Linked DNA regions of Sus scrofa: all the other regions are linked to region 1. A link is a contact called in public HiChIP or PLAC-seq and promoter capture Hi-C data. All regions are on one chromosome and are shown on one strand. The core of a region is the stretch at or near the end of the contact, and the rest is flanking DNA. Distances in the headings are between cores, read along the strand shown. Region 1 holds the start of DDX39B (DExD-box helicase 39B). Region 2 holds the start of TUBB (tubulin beta class I). Region 3 holds the start of IER3 (radiation-inducible immediate-early gene IEX-1). Region 4 holds the start of EHMT2 (euchromatic histone lysine methyltransferase 2). Region 5 holds the start of GTF2H4 (general transcription factor IIH subunit 4).

The links. Promoter capture Hi-C pulls out the DNA fragments that hold promoters and counts their contacts. HiChIP or PLAC-seq counts read pairs in DNA pulled down with a chosen protein or histone mark.
Region 2: a promoter capture Hi-C map of liver shows a contact between it and region 1, with 2.5 times the contacts expected there. The contact joins the promoter of TUBB here to the promoter of DDX39B in region 1. A contact is called at or near these places in 1 of 5 promoter capture datasets (liver) and 1 of 47 Hi-C or Micro-C datasets (alveolar macrophages).
Region 3: a contact with region 1 is called in an H3K27ac HiChIP or PLAC-seq map of alveolar macrophages. The contact joins the promoter of IER3 here to the promoter of DDX39B in region 1. A contact is called at or near these places in 1 of 47 Hi-C or Micro-C datasets (alveolar macrophages) and 2 of 2 datasets of contacts at active chromatin or transcription factors (alveolar macrophages and skeletal muscle).
Region 4: a contact with region 1 is called in a promoter capture Hi-C map of liver, with 4 times the contacts expected there. The contact joins the promoter of EHMT2 here to the promoter of DDX39B in region 1. A contact is called at or near these places in 1 of 5 promoter capture datasets (liver) and 1 of 2 datasets of contacts at active chromatin or transcription factors (alveolar macrophages).
Region 5: a promoter capture Hi-C map of liver shows a contact between it and region 1, with 8 times the contacts expected there. The contact joins the promoter of GTF2H4 here to the promoter of DDX39B in region 1. A contact is called at or near these places in 2 of 5 promoter capture datasets (fetal skeletal muscle and liver), 5 of 47 Hi-C or Micro-C datasets (embryonic fibroblasts, fetal heart ventricle and liver) and 1 of 2 datasets of contacts at active chromatin or transcription factors (alveolar macrophages).

Annotation. Positions count from the first base shown.
Region 1 is chr7:23,666,243-23,669,094 of Sscrofa11.1, forward strand. It overlaps DDX39B (DExD-box helicase 39B), which reads right to left and starts at 1,375. Exons shown (of 10, transcript NM_001005157.1): 1 at 1,165-1,375; 2 at 259-386. The coding sequence starts at 1,375.
Region 2 is chr7:23,246,399-23,249,250 of Sscrofa11.1, forward strand. It overlaps TUBB (tubulin beta class I), which reads left to right and starts at 1,429. Exons shown (of 4, transcript NM_001044612.1): 1 at 1,429-1,685. The coding sequence starts at 1,629. It also overlaps a transcript of MDC1 not described here.
Region 3 is chr7:23,265,460-23,268,311 of Sscrofa11.1, forward strand. It overlaps IER3 (radiation-inducible immediate-early gene IEX-1), which reads right to left and starts at 1,446. Exons shown (of 2, transcript XM_001927551.4): 1 at 1,131-1,446; 2 at 101-1,034. The coding sequence starts at 1,409. The coding sequence ends at 843.
Region 4 is chr7:23,991,201-23,994,052 of Sscrofa11.1, forward strand. EHMT2 (euchromatic histone lysine methyltransferase 2) reads right to left here and starts at 1,473. Exons shown (of 29, transcript NM_001101823.1): 1 at 1,425-1,473; 2 at 712-778; 3 at 398-616; 4 at 46-302. The coding sequence starts at 1,466. It also overlaps a transcript of ZBTB12 not described here.
Region 5 is chr7:23,397,846-23,400,697 of Sscrofa11.1, forward strand. GTF2H4 (general transcription factor IIH subunit 4) reads left to right here and starts at 1,460. Exons shown (of 13, transcript NM_001123120.1): 1 at 1,460-1,599; 2 at 1,862-1,966; 3 at 2,305-2,436; 4 at 2,712-2,808. The coding sequence starts at 1,460.

The sequences.
Region 1 (2,852 bases), core at 125-2,624:
TGGAGAGACACATACAATATATCCCTTCAGGTATGTCACAAAAGCACACCTGGCAGATCACAACTGACTATAGTTTGGAGCTCTAAACCATTAACCCCATGATTACTACAGAACATTCCCCACGGCTGTCAGTCAAGAATGAGAGGTCACCTTAGCAACAAGCACTGGTGGCTCTGAATGCATCATGGAGCTGACACAAACACCCTTCCCGAACACTGCAAACCAAAATGCCTCCTCCAGCACTTTCCCCAAGCATACCTGCCCAGTAACTGGCTCCAGCTGTTGCAGTGTAGCCAGCACAAACACCGCTGTCTTCCCCATGCCTGACTTGGCCTGGCATAGGACATCCATTCCCAGGATGGCCTGAGGGATGCATTCATGCTGAACTATAAGGAGGGGGGAAAAAGGATAATTAGACTTCAGTCTCCAGCTAACTTGGCCAGCTTTTTCACCATGCCAAACCCGTTTCTCTCTACTCAATTCTTAAATGGTTCTTGTCGATTTCCAGACCCTTTCTACCTCTGCTCCCTCGAGTAATCAAAGTAATCCCCAAATCAGACCTTCCCAGTTCCTTCTAACATTGGCCTCCTCCAGTTCCAGACCCCCACAGTCCTGCTAACAACCCTCTTGCACCTACCAATTGCTTGCCTTAGGTGCTCCTGACTCTGTCCGAATGTTTCTTAATCTGTAACAATCCATGACTTTTGAGTGCCTGCCACAGGCCATTTCTCCTACTTAGGCTGTCATGCTTTGGGTCACATAACCCTGCAACCTTGGACAAAATGAAGGACTTGGTACCTGACCCAAAGCCAGCCACCTTTAGACCAGCCATAACGGTTTCCAGAGACCAGAGCTGGCTTGGCTCAAGAGTCCAACCAGCTCCTCTCTGGAAATTTTAAATTAAAAGTCAAAGAAACAAAATTAAAAACAAGCAGACAAGGAGAAAAGCCAGTCACAAGATGAAAAACAGATCTCTATCTAAATTACTTTTACATCACTAGCACTTACTTGTCACCATGAATGAAAAACCAACCTATATATAACTCTTTCTACTGCTAAAACAGTTTTTGGTACTTCTTCCCTAATCTATCTTATATAATTCCGTATCACTAAAAGACCATAACCATGTTTCTCACATCCTTTAAAAGTCTGAGGAAAATTTACCTTCTGATGGATGCTCAAAGCCACAGTCAACAATGGCCCGGAGCAACTCTGGCTTGAGCAGGAAGTCACGAAAGCCAGAGCTGTGGATGGAGACATAGGAGCCCTTGACATCCTTCTTGGCAGGGGCCTCAGCCCCATCTCCCCCAGCTGCTGTCTCCACCTCATCGTCTTCATAATCCAAGAGCTCATTGTCCACATCGTTCTCTGCCATAACTGGGCCGGCAGGGGGAGAAGGGGAGGCGTCTCCGGCTGGGTTCACACAGAATAAGACAGGGGAGAGTGGAGGCTCGAGGAACAGGAGAGGAAAAGAAATACTAGTTTCTGACAGAAGAGCTAGGGAAAAAAACCAGAGAGAAGACTCATCAGTCATGAGCAGAGCCTTAGCCACCTCTTCCATCCCCACACTTTCCACTTTCCCTAAACTATGAAACATTGAAAGTAACAAAAAAACCCACAAGAATTAAAAGGGAAAAGCAAACGTAATACAGGGAATGAAAAAAGTGGTCCCAGAGGAGGTGATTAGGACACAGGTTCCCCAAAACCTCAGCTCAAAGAAGCAGAAACCCGGAAGTTGGAAGGGCAAGATCAGCTTACAAATCCCAGGTCTGTGACAGCAGCAAAGAAAGAAAGAAAGAAAAAAAAAAAAAAACCATGAAAAGCAGAACATAGATAATGACTTAAGAACGGAGAATGAAAACGACAAAATGACAGGCCCTCAAGATCTTGTGCTTTCCCTACGAAGTGTACAATCTCAACTTCTAATACAGCAGCCATCAGTCAAGGGTGATAGATAAAAGTCGTCACTGCGCAAAGCTCTCACTTTTCAAAATGAAAACATCATGTGGCTGCCACCCACCTCTCCCCAGCACTCCAGCCTCCCACTCCTCAGTAACCGCCTTCTGGCGTTTAAAGGCCTTGGGTAACTTATGGCGGGGGGAGGGGTCTAGAGAAATGCCAGACCGGGAAAAATTCATCTCCCCAACAAACAATGAATGAAAAGCAGGCCAATAACTAAGATGAATCCTCTTTCCAGTTAATAAGTAAAACCTTCGTCACCATTGCGTTACTCTTCAGGCCTCACCCCCTTTCCGAAAAACACATTGACACCATTCCTAAACAATTAAAACGCTCTAAATAATAGTGGGAAGGCCGAAATGAGAAAAGTTCAACTAGGCCCAGAAGCCGCCGATTCCCACTACCGCGAGCCGACAACGCAAAAATAAGCGGGAGGATGAAAAGAGCCCCGCCCTCCGCAAATGCCCAAGGCCAGAGGACGCCTAGCGTCACCTCTCATCGCCGCTGGGGCCTCCGATTAAGCAGGCGCCCACTGGAGGAGCGAAGAGTAAAGGAAACACAATGGCGCCAGGGCCACCATCTTGGACTTCCCCCCCTCCCCCGCGCGCCGCTTCCCTGCCTCCGCCCCCCCAACCTTCTTGCTCTTGAAAGGAATGTATGCGGTGGAAGTAACAACTCAATCAGACCCCGGCGACCAGACCGTAGCTTGTACAAGGGTTATCAGGAGCCCTGCGACGGGATGGCCGCAGAGAAACGCAGATGGAGTCGGATTGTGCTGAAAGCCAAACCTTACCTGAACAAGGCGAAGGCGTATGGCGGCGGCAACAGCGACGAAGGAGGGAATCGGCCTTCACTTCCGGTTCCCCGCTCCCCACCCCCCACCTCCGCCGGCC
Region 2 (2,852 bases), core at 179-2,678, 420 kb before region 1:
GAGAACTGGAGCTGTGCAAAGTTAAATAACTTGTTTAGGTTCCCACAGCTAATATTTAAAAGGTGGAGACAAATTGAAACAAGTTTTCCAATTGTAAATTCTTAACTTTCTCGCTGCCCTAAAACATAAACATTCTATTTTAAGTGAGTGGAGGGGGTCTTACACAACTTGATGTTCTTTTATTTAGAAGATGCCTGAGAAATTTGTGTTGAATCCAATGTGAATTAACAGTGATGATCTTGATATCACAAGTCCTTTATTACAGTGCTTACTGCACTCTATTGTTCATACACTTTTCACCAAATTGCAAGATCCTGGAAGACAAGGAGCTAATTTTTAATCATTTTTGTATCCCTAGTTCCTGATTTGGTGGACACTTAGTATCTATCAAGTGAAGAATTGAAGAATACCACTGAGAAGAATACCACTCAGACTTGAGCACATCCAGTTTTTTTCCCCATGACCCCCGCCCCCCCGCTCCTTTTATTTCAATTCTGAAGATCCTGGAAGGTTTCAAATGGTCAGCCTCCCAGTCAGTGAAATCAATGAAGTGAAAAAAACAGCGACTTCGAAGTGTCTAGGGAGGTAGGCTGGAAGACAATGAAATTCTATCAAGGATCTCACCCCACAGTTTTCGGCTTCACAAGAAGGCAAAGGGTTAAACGCTGCTCGAAGGCCCAGATCTCTCTCACCCCCCACCATGGACGGAGAGTTCTGGCATATCCGTTTCTCTAAACCAACTTATTCTTGAACACATCCTCTACACAATTACTCCTCTATCCCGCAAGGCCCTTGATACAATTTTGTTTCTCTTTCAATATCATCATTAAAAAACTCCCAAGGAAATAGCAAGAGGACAATCCCTTCCTTCTTCCTGAAGTATCTGGAGAAGGAGCGGCTTAGTGGAGTTCATGCTTTAGGTCACCGAAGGACCAGCTGTTAGATAGTAGTGCAGGGTGCCGCATTTCTCCCCAGTTTTCGCTGAGCTAAGCAGTCCAGTGTTCCCAAGAGCTACTGCAGCGTGGAGCTTTCAGGGCGTGCCCCTCCACCTCCCAATGTCTGGCACCCCAGGGTTCCCAATTCCTGTATCCCCGAAAACTACTCTCTTTTTGTTCCAAAAAAGTCAGGCATAGCGGGAAAAAACCCTTGCGCAAGGTTACTTTTCACAAAAACCAAACCAAACCAAACCCCCAAACCCAGTACCCACCCATTCGTCCTTTCATATTGCAGCGTGGACAACAATAGAGGACTACAACTCCCAGGGAGGACTGCGCTCGTCCACCTGAGCAGGGACCAATGGACGTCTGATACATGACAGGCACGAACTAATCAGGACCAGACTCTAAGAGGCTTTGTCTCCTCACGGTGGCGCGGGGCGAGTTCTCCCGCCTCCCGGCCCCCGCGCACGCGCGCCCCGCCCTGCCCGCCTTTCCTCCCGCGCCCTCCCCTCTCCTTTCTCCCTCTCAGAACCTTCCTGCCGCCGTGTTCGGACCTCGCTGCTCCAGCCTCCGGGGCCCGTCCCATCCTTCCAGCCTGCGACCGGGAGCAGAGAAAAACAAAATTACTTATCATTTTCTTGCCCCGTACACACCTTGAGGCGAGCAAAAAGATTAGAATAAATTTTAACAATGAGGGAAATCGTGCATATCCAGGCCGGTCAGTGTGGCAACCAGATCGGTGCCAAGGTAAGATTTTTTTGTTTAACCTCTTTAAACTATATTTCTTAGTGAGAAAGAAAAAAAAACCCAGGTAAATTAAAAAGAATGGTTGTGGAACATTTGCATTCTCCATCCGTAGTCAAGCCTTGCCCCCCAAAAGTTTTATATGTATAAAATACGCGTTTGTAGTTAGGGTCTGCTTTTGAAAAATGGGGAATTCTTTACTCGGCGGGTTCATTTTGGGGAAGCTGTTAAAAGCACCCTGTAGGTTTAGGAGGCGGGAAAACCGAGCTTCTGTAAAATTTTACTTAAAAGGGGATCTCCTAACGGTCCGAGGACTTGGGGAGCTCGAGGGAGATGCGGAAACGGCCGGAGACAAAGCGAGGCGAGGTTTTCCCCATGTGCATTCCCCTTGGCGGGGCTTTGTAGGGCTAAGCTGAAGGGGGAAGGGGCGAGGCTGGCGGGCAGCCGCAGATAGGTCGGATCCAGAGGTGGGGGAACGCGATGCACCAGAGTGGGCTGCAGTACTCGATATCCTTTGCAAAAGCTCAGGGGTCTCCGCGCGCCTGCAATCCCCAAGGGGTGATCGCTCAATTTTTCGTGCTGGAAGGCTAATACGTGCTGGATTAACTTTAGTTCCTTTCATTTACCCTAACGGAGACCCTTTTAGGGCGTGAACAGAAAAATGGGAAAGACGGTGTCCTTTCTTTAAAGGGTCCCTTAGAACTAAAGAGTAGGACAAAAGAAAATCCTCAAAGCAAAGGAGAAAAAAAGGGTAGAAATAAAATTCCGAGGCCAAGAGGGGGAGGGGTTTTTTCCTCTTTGCGCGCGGTTACAGTGTAGCGGGGGAGGGGCGGGGAGGAAGTGCGGCTGCAACGTTGTAGCAGAAGGGCGGGACCCGGGCGCCCCTAGCGCGCGGGGACAATACAGCCTGGCTGGCCGGCGGGGGGCGCACTAGTCCCGCCCAAGCCCCGCCCCTAGCGCTCAGGATTTGCGGTTCGCCCCCGCCCAAGCGCTGCGCCTCCCTTTGTCGGCGGCTTAACCTGCGCGTGCGCTGCCGTCACGTGCAGGGCGGGGGTGGTCGCCTTCTGCATTGGCTCCCGCCCCGGGCTCTTTGTGCCCAGTGTGAGGGGCGGGGAGAGGTTGCGCTTTCCGGAGCTGGTTGATTGCCTCCATCTACTAACCCTGGCGCCC
Region 3 (2,852 bases), core at 196-2,695, 400 kb before region 1:
AGAGCCCTCTGGGGATGTGGTCGTGGCTCCTCCCGCCCGGCCCTGGAGCCTGAAGTCTATGAGGAGTGGGCATCACCGCTTGCAGAGACACTCACATGACTGTTGACAGTAAATCAAGTTTATTTGTGTTCACAGAACATACTGGGCGACCCCACAGCCGCCCTCTGACAGCCCACTCACCCCCGCAGCCACCCCTTGGGGGCAACTTCAAGGAGATCGAAGGCCAAGGACAATATTTCCACGGTCCCCCGAAGCCTCACATAGTAGAGCCGAGAGTTCAGATGCTGGAGGACCTAAAGTGTCACCCGCTAAACCTAGGACCCACCACCGTCTTCGATTCCCAGCCCGGACCCGAGTTTTCTCCATCCCTCTCCCACCCTCCCTCAGTTCTGGTGCTTGCCTCCACCAATCCCACAGAACTCAATAAATACCCAGAGATCTGCACTTGCAGCAGGGAGCACATCTCGCTCCGCAGCATAAGTTAAAATAAATATTAGGTGCCCCCCTCCATCACCTAGGGGGACATACATAAATACATATAAATATTATTAGGAGCAATGAGAAATAAATTAACAACAGTCTTCCTCCCCATCCGGCCCAGCCCCAGCGTGTCGGTGCCTGTCTCTCCCAGGCTCCCAGGGCGGGCGTCTCCGCTGTAGTGTTCTGAGTGTGAGTTGCCTCAGGAGTCCCAGTTTGGGATACGCTCTTGCGCACCAGGTACACCCGGTGTTTCCTTGTGTTTTCAGATTCTTTTGGGGGTGTGGGCAGTCAGGGTTAGAAAGCGGCTGGGTGTTGCTGGAGAAAAGTGCTGAGGTCCAAAGCGTAGTCCGAGGGCTCCGAGGTCAGATTAAGGGCTCAAGAACTGGGGGCGCAGCGGTGGGCGCGGGGGATGGGGCGCTGGGGGTGTCTTCAGGGGCCAGGGGTGCCGACACACCCTCTTCAGCCATCAGGATCTGACAGAAGACGATGGTAAGCAGGAGAAAGAGTAGCTTTTTGGCAGGGTTCGGATCCTCGACTGGCAGCTGGCGCCGGACCTGAGGGGAGATGACAAAAGGGGGTTAGGTCAGGGCCCCGGCATCCAGTGGTTTACCCTGCTCTTCCCCCGGGCTGTCCGCTTCGCCGACACTCACCACTCGTGGGTAGAGGACCCGACGGCTGCGCTTTCGGAGCCCGCGGGAGGCGCTGGGGCGCGCGGCGGGGGCCACCGCGGGCTCCGGGAGAGGATCGAAGGTGAATATCTCGGGACCAGAGCCTCGCCGGGGCACCGGGCTGGTGGAGGGGGCCGGGGTCGGGGCCCGCAGGATGGTCATGGTAGGGAGAGAGCTGCGAGAGTGACACATTGTGCGCCGAGCTGAACAGAAGGACGACTGGCCCCACAGCCCCGCCGCGCCAGTTATGTACTCGAGCATGGGCGGGCCCTTACTCAACTCCACCCGCGGCTGAGAGCGGTTGGCCGGGCGGCTGGAAATTCCGACGGTTAAGCAAAGGGAGGGGGTGGAGAGTTGGCCAGGGTCAAGGAAGGCCTCAAGTGTGTGTTGTGAGTTGTGAGTGGAGGCGGGTGAAATCCCGGGCTGTGGACACATGTGGGGACATGTAGCAGCTGGAGAGGTGCCCACAGACTGTTTGAGATGGTTCAGCCACAAGCCCCATCTCTGGGGAGGCAGGAAGGCTTAAATAAGGAAGTCTGGCCATTCTGCTACAATATTGACCCAACAAAAGAACCACAGTTACACATGCACATTCACACGTCTGTGGGGATTAAGAGGCAAGTCACTACAGAAATAGCCAAAAAGCCTAAGGGAAACCAATACACTGGCACACACACACCACACTGCAGAGGCAGAAAAATTTCTCCTTTGGCTGGTCTAATAATTAAATTGACATAGGATAGATTAACAAGAGAAAACAAATTTAATTGCATGCTTACAGGAGCCCATGAAGACTTGAGATTCAAAGGCAGTCATTCAGTTGAGGTTTATAAACCATCCAGAGCTAAGGAATGAGATAGGGACCTGGGGCTTGAAGGGGAGGTAGGTAATTCACAGGAGGATGTTTGCTAATTAGATGTTTGCCCTGCCAAGCAGGTAAATCTTGCAGATGAAAGCTATCTCTCCCTGGGTCAGGCCCCCTACTTAAGTTATTTAGGCAGTTAAGGGAGAGGTAAAAAGCTTTTCCAGAGTCTGTTGATCTTGATTGCCTTCTGCTCAAAATAATCCGCATGCTCCAAAGAGGCACATTTTGGGGTGACATATTCTGCTACCCTTCAATATACACACAACACACACACGCATACACAGAACAAAGGTGCAGACACCACACAGGGGCAACCCAGCAATGTGCACAAATGTTCATACATGGCTGGAGCAGAGGACACAAAATACAAAGGCAAGAAGTTAGTAGCCACCCGGATTTAAGTTTATGTGAGGAACATTTAAACTGCGAGACATTTTGCAAATGTGGTAATGACAATAACTCGAGAACTGACACATTTTCTTTAACTGCCTTAGAAATAGCTGTTCACGGACACAGAATATAACATCTTTTGAGCATTCATGGAGCCAGGCTTCCTGTTAAATGGTACTGTTGAGTACCAAGGGGAGTTTCCTCATGTGTGCTGGGGAGCCGGGCATGCCAGATGCCAGGAGAACTACTGTTCATGTCTGTCTAATCAATCAGGCGAGGCTTCAGGGAATAATGGCATTTGAAAGGACCTTGAACAGTGGGGGGGATACCACAGAGTCAGATGTGGAAGATGACTGAGAAAGAGAATGGAATCAGCAAAGGCCTTGAGCGGAAAAGTACAGGATGTGTTTGGGGAATCATAAGAAAAACAATCTCATGGTGAGTTTCCA
Region 4 (2,852 bases), core at 223-2,722, 330 kb after region 1:
TCTTGTCTCTCCCACCCCATCCCCACCCCTCCTCCTAAGCCTCACCTGTCCGTTTCCGGGTTTAGACATGGTCTTCCTGGCTCGATGGACCTTGGGCTGCCCCTCTGGGCTGGCTGTGGCTGGAGGGGGTTCAGGTATTGCTGCTGCTGCTGCCCCCTGGGCCCCCGGCATACTCAGCAGCCTCATAGCCAAACTCTGGACTGATGGGGGTGATTTTCCAGCCCCAGTCATTGACATTTTGGCTCGGCTGGGACAGGCACCCCCCTTGCTAGGGGAAGACGGGAATGACTTTGTGGCATGGCCTGGAAGACAGACAGGCAGGCAGGAAGCAAGATAAGAGGGAAGGCAGAACCTGAGAATACCTCACCTCACCCCCCTAGACTCCCTGGCCTCTCACCCAGCAGGATGCGTCCCCCATGGAGGTCCCCATCTCCCTCGAGATTCTCGGGTTCATCCCCAATGAGAGGTGTGGCCCCTATAGGAGTGTCAGCTCCCTCATCGCCGACGGTGACTGTGACAGAGGCTGGGGATGAGGGGCCAGCAGGTTCCAGGGAGTCAGGGTTGGCCTTGGGGAGGGCCTCCTCACTACGAGGGGTGTCCCCCAAAGAGCCATGAACTGTAAAGGAAAAAAAAAGTTCGGGCCAAGGGCTCAGGAGATCCCGTGTTGGGGGAGGTGAAAGTCTTAACTGGGCCCGTTTCTGCCGTACTCACCTCTCTCGGTAGCTCCTCTGGGCTCCTTCTCCAGCACCAGCGCCCCCATCTCAGCGGGGGCCTCCCCCTGGGAGGGGACACAAGGGATAGGAGGACTGGTCAGTCCGGTAGGAAGTTGGGGCGCCCAGGACGCTTGAGCCCTGGGAAGAGAGAGTAGGCTCCGGGGCCTACCTCTTCCTCTATGGGGGCCCCCCCTTCCGCGGCTTCGGCTGCCCGGAGGGGCCGCACGACCCCTCCCCCGGGCCCTCAGCAGCCCCCTCCCTCTGGGTAGACCCCGCATCTCAGGGGCCGAGAAGAGAGGAGGGGGAGGGGGCGGGGCCTCCGCGCCCCGGCCCCGCCCCCTCCTCCCGGCTGCACGCGCCGCTCCCCCTTTGTCCCCCAGGCCGCGGGGACCCCGGGCACCAACCCCTCCTGCGCCCGCTGCCCCCCAGCCCGGTGGACGGCCCCTCGTGCCCCTCGCGCGTGTTCCCGGGGCCCCGGCGCCCGCCGCCCACTCGGGGGCAGCCGGCGGCTGCATGCGCGCCTCCGTGCCCACTCCCCCCACCTCCCACCCCCTGGTCCCCTCATCCGCCCCCGGTGCTGGCCCTCCGGATTGCTGCAAGTCCCGCCCGGGCCCCCCGGCCCCGTTGCACCCCCGGAGCATTGCACGGGCGCGCGCTTCCCCCGGGCGCGCGCGCGGGCATGCACCCGCCTCTCCCCCTCCCCTTCCGCACCTCGGCGGCCGCCGCCGCTGCAGCTCCCGCCGCCGCCGCCATCGCCGCTTGCGCGGGGGGCCGAGCCGGCGCGCGGCCGCCCCGGGTCACGTGGGCGGGGGAGGGAGGGCTAGGAGGAGCCTTAAAGGAGCCACTACGCGCTTTCTGGCCATTCTCCCCGGAGAGCGGCCTCTGAAATGGCAGTGGCTGACCTAAGCTGGGGGCTGCCGGGGAAAATTCCTGCCATTCCTGGCCTCGGCTCAGCGGGGAACCGAAGGCGAGGCACGCCTAGGTCCAGGTGTGGCTTCTCCATCCCCGACCTGGTTTTAGGTAACAGAGCATCTGAGTCTCCCGGCTCCTGGCAGTGGCTGTATTTCCAATCCCACCCGCGTGTGCTTTTCCCGCTTCTGGTTGCTTTCTAGTTTCTAGGTCACTAGATAGAAGGCTCGGCCTCAATTTTGGCCTCGCTTCTCTAACAAGCAAGAAGGGGGCGATGGGGACACGCGAAGGACACCTGAAGGTCTCCTCTTGGCTGGTTCTAGCATACTGCTTTAATGTCCCCTGGAGCAGCGACCCCCTCTTGAAAACCTGGGGCTAAATGTCTCCTCTGTTTATGCCAGACATGTTAGGCCACCACATGCACTAGGGATTCAGGTAAGCCTCCAGAGTTGCGGGAGTCATTGCCGTCTGTTTAACAAGCATATCCAGGCAGGTATTGCGTGGGTCATAGCCCAGTCAACAGTACTAAGACATACAACTTTGATGGGTCTATTTGGGGTACCATCTCTTTAGATACTACATTATGGTCAAATTTTGGAAAATATCTGTATTTCACATGCAGTATTTGACTCAGGTAGGTGGTTGGGACATAGGGCACCTGAGGCCAATACAAGGCCTTCTGGGAGCTGTAGTCCTCTTTGGTTAAGAACTATTCCAGAGCTTTCTGGGAATTGTAGTCTTCTCCACACCCTAATCCAGTGATTTTTTTTTTGCCTTCCAGGCGACACGAAACTTTTTCCCAGACCCAAGATGCCCAAACTTAGGCTCCTGCTTACAATTTTGGCTGGGCACAGCGATCACACCTAGCGCCCCTCCCTAGCCCTGGTACCAGACTCAACTAGAGGGGCAGGTCAAGTGTTGACACCTCTGCCAAACAATCATGGAACCTTTGTGACATGAGGTATCCAGCAGGTGTTGAGGATGCAGAACTGGGGGTGTGGGTCCCTGGCTGGAGAATCCCACTTGTTACACTCCCCCTTCCCTTGTCAAGGTAGCTTCAGGCATGAGACCTGGATGAGTTGTGACCTCCAGGTACTTAGCAAATGGCATCAGAGTGTGAGGCGGTCTAGGGTCGGAGAGTCATTTACACACAGTTGCCAGACAGAGTATAAGAAAAAAAAAAGTTTTTTGTTTTTTTTTTATTTTGTGGAAAACAAAATCAGAAAAACT
Region 5 (2,852 bases), core at 210-2,709, 270 kb before region 1:
TCTGGCTTAAGACGTTCCCTTCCCTTAACAAGCAGTAGTTTAATATATCAAATCAGACCAAACAATTGTTTGTTTTTTTAAACTGCATTTATTAGGATCTTCTAACAGGGGGCGGGGGGGGGCGGGGAGGTGGATGGAAGCATGGAGGACGTGACAATTAAGATTTACTGAGTATTTACTTGCCAAGGAAGGCACACCGGATGGAGTTAACTCCTAATTCGAGAAAATGCTCTGGAAAGTGCATTATTCCAGTTTTACGAGGAGCAACTGAGCTCAAGGAACCCAGGTTTCTGCATCTCTGAACCTGAGCTCCTCACCACCCAGTGGTTTCCGCACCTCGGATAGGAAGACCTCGGGGAACTTCTATTCTCAGGGTCCCCACATGATCTCGGGTTGGTTAGACTCGCCGTTAGCCGAGTGGGTGGAGAGCGATGCGGAACGAACAGCCAGACCTCCGGAGCCTCCGGCTCTCTTACGTAAAAGCCAGCCTCTCTCCGCTTGGCTCCCCGCAGTGCCTTTTGGGAGTTGTAGTCGGACGCGCTTCAGCTGGCTCCCGGGCTGGGAAGGACAAGACTCCAATTCCCAGCATGCCCTGTGGCGAGCGAGTGCAGCGCCGGTTCTTCTCCTCCCTACCTCTCCACTCCTCTTCTGAATCCTCCACTCTGGACTTGCGTGGGTGAAATCCTTCGTCCCCCTCCCCATATTTTTCGCTCACTTTCCGCCATTCTTTCCCCTATTCCTGAGAGCTAATGCGAGACACTGGCTCCGATTAAGCGACGGCTTAAGACTCGGAGTGCACGAGGAGGGGGTCGACACTGAGTGGTAAGGGGGCTGGGAGAGAAGGGGTGGCGGGAGGTATAAGAAGGAGAGAGTTGATGAGAGACGAGCATTGGGAAGAAAGTAGGGGACGAGTTAGGAGGAGATCATACGGTGTGAGTCAGGGTGAATGGAGTGAAGTAGTCTTAGGGACGGGAAGAGGAAAGAGGTGGAATTAGATTTATGAGACTTGGAGGGGAAAGGTAATTATTGCCGTTCCCAGCACGAGGAGTGGGGTCAAGAAATAGATGGAGAGAATGGGCAGATTGAAGTTTATAGGCTGATCAGACCAGGAGAGGTCGAGGGGAGAGAGAACTGGGCTCAGAAAACTTTCTTTGCCTAGGGTGTAGATAAGTCACTGAAATACAAAATATTTTTGCAAATATGGAACAGCTGACAATTCTTTCACTTAGAAATTGGAGAAGACTTGAGTTGAGATCAGGAGTGCAGTGAGGAGGGAGGAAAGAAGAGGAGGGTGGTCAGGTTTGGGAGAAACAAGAGGAGATGAGTGACGTGAAAAAGGAAACTGTAGAAAAGATGAATTTTTGCAGGGGCCAGTGGATCTGGAATTGGAATGAGAACGGTGAGGGGGTGACACTGGCATGGATTTCGGAGGTCCACTAACACTTGCATCTCTCAGGTGATGGAGAGCACCCCTTCAAGGGGTGGACTGAATCGAGTACACCTACAATGCAGGAATCTGCAGGAATTCTTAGGGGGCCTGAGCCCTGTTGTATTGGACCGATTGTATGGGCACCCTGCCACCTGTTTGGCTGTCTTCAGGTGAGGACCCCGTTCATGGCAGGGACCATAGTAGGGAAATGTAATGAGGCCTGCAGACTGCAATAAGTTATCATGGGTAGAAGCTTAGCTCTGGGGGGCTTGGAGACTAAAATGTGTCAGGCCCAAACAGATGGAGATGTGGGGGCAGGAAGACTGGTAAAAGGGCCAGGGGTGAGATGAGATGTTTGAGAGGCATTTGAGGGCAGGGATGCAGATCTGAGGCAGTTTCTGATATTAACGTTTTCCCTCTGCCCCCTTATAGGGAGCTCCCATCTTTAGCTAAGAACTGGGTGATGCGGATGCTCTTTCTGGAGCAGCCTCTGCCACAAGCTGCCGTAGCCTTGTGGGTGAAGAAGGAATTCAGCAAGTGAGTCTCTGCTGCACTTTCAGCCAGATACAAATTTCTCAACAGCCAGGTTTCCCAAACTGCTGGAGTATATTCAAGGGAACACCACTAAACTTGTAATTAAACAAGTTTGGGAAACTACGCATACTCCATTTTGCCTCTTGGAGAGTTGTGATGTCTATAACAAGGTTCTGGTAGGTGCTGCAGTAAAGAAATTTGCCTTAAGAAGATACCAATTTCACTCTGTGAAACAGTGTTCCAAGGACCACCAGTTCAGAAAAGGCAGAAATGGTGGTCTTTATGGGCTTCCTTCCTTTTGTTCTCTGGACACTCCCCTCACCTCTCCTCTTCTGTTCCAGAGCCCAGGAGGAAAGCACGGGGCTGCTGAGCGGCCTCCGTATCTGGCACACCCAGCTGCTCCCTGGTGGCCTCCAGGGCCTCATCCTCAACCCCATCTTCCGCCAAAACCTCCGCATTGCCCTTCTGGGTGGGTATGTCACTTCCATCTTTTCCTAGGCCAGGCAGGGGAACTAGTGATTAAACTGCTCATTAAACTACTTATTAAGAGGCCCTGGGGGACCTCTCTGGAACCTTGTGGGCTCCACCTTTGGGAGCTCCTTTAGGAATAAGTTGGACCAGACTTTGCTACGTGGTATAGGATATGTCTCCCACTCGTGGCCCCTGGAGATGAGGGTAGAAAGAGGGAAGGGGGGTGGTGGGCAGGGAACACAGGCAGGGTTCCTTACTCTCGGCCGTACTGGCATAGGGGCAAGGCCTGGTCTGATGACACAAGTCAGCTGGGACCAGACAAGCATGCCCGGGATGTGCCCTCGCTTGACAAGTATGCTGAGGAGCGATGGGAGGTAAGGACTTGGGACTCTGTGTGTGTCTGCTTGTGCTCCCATCC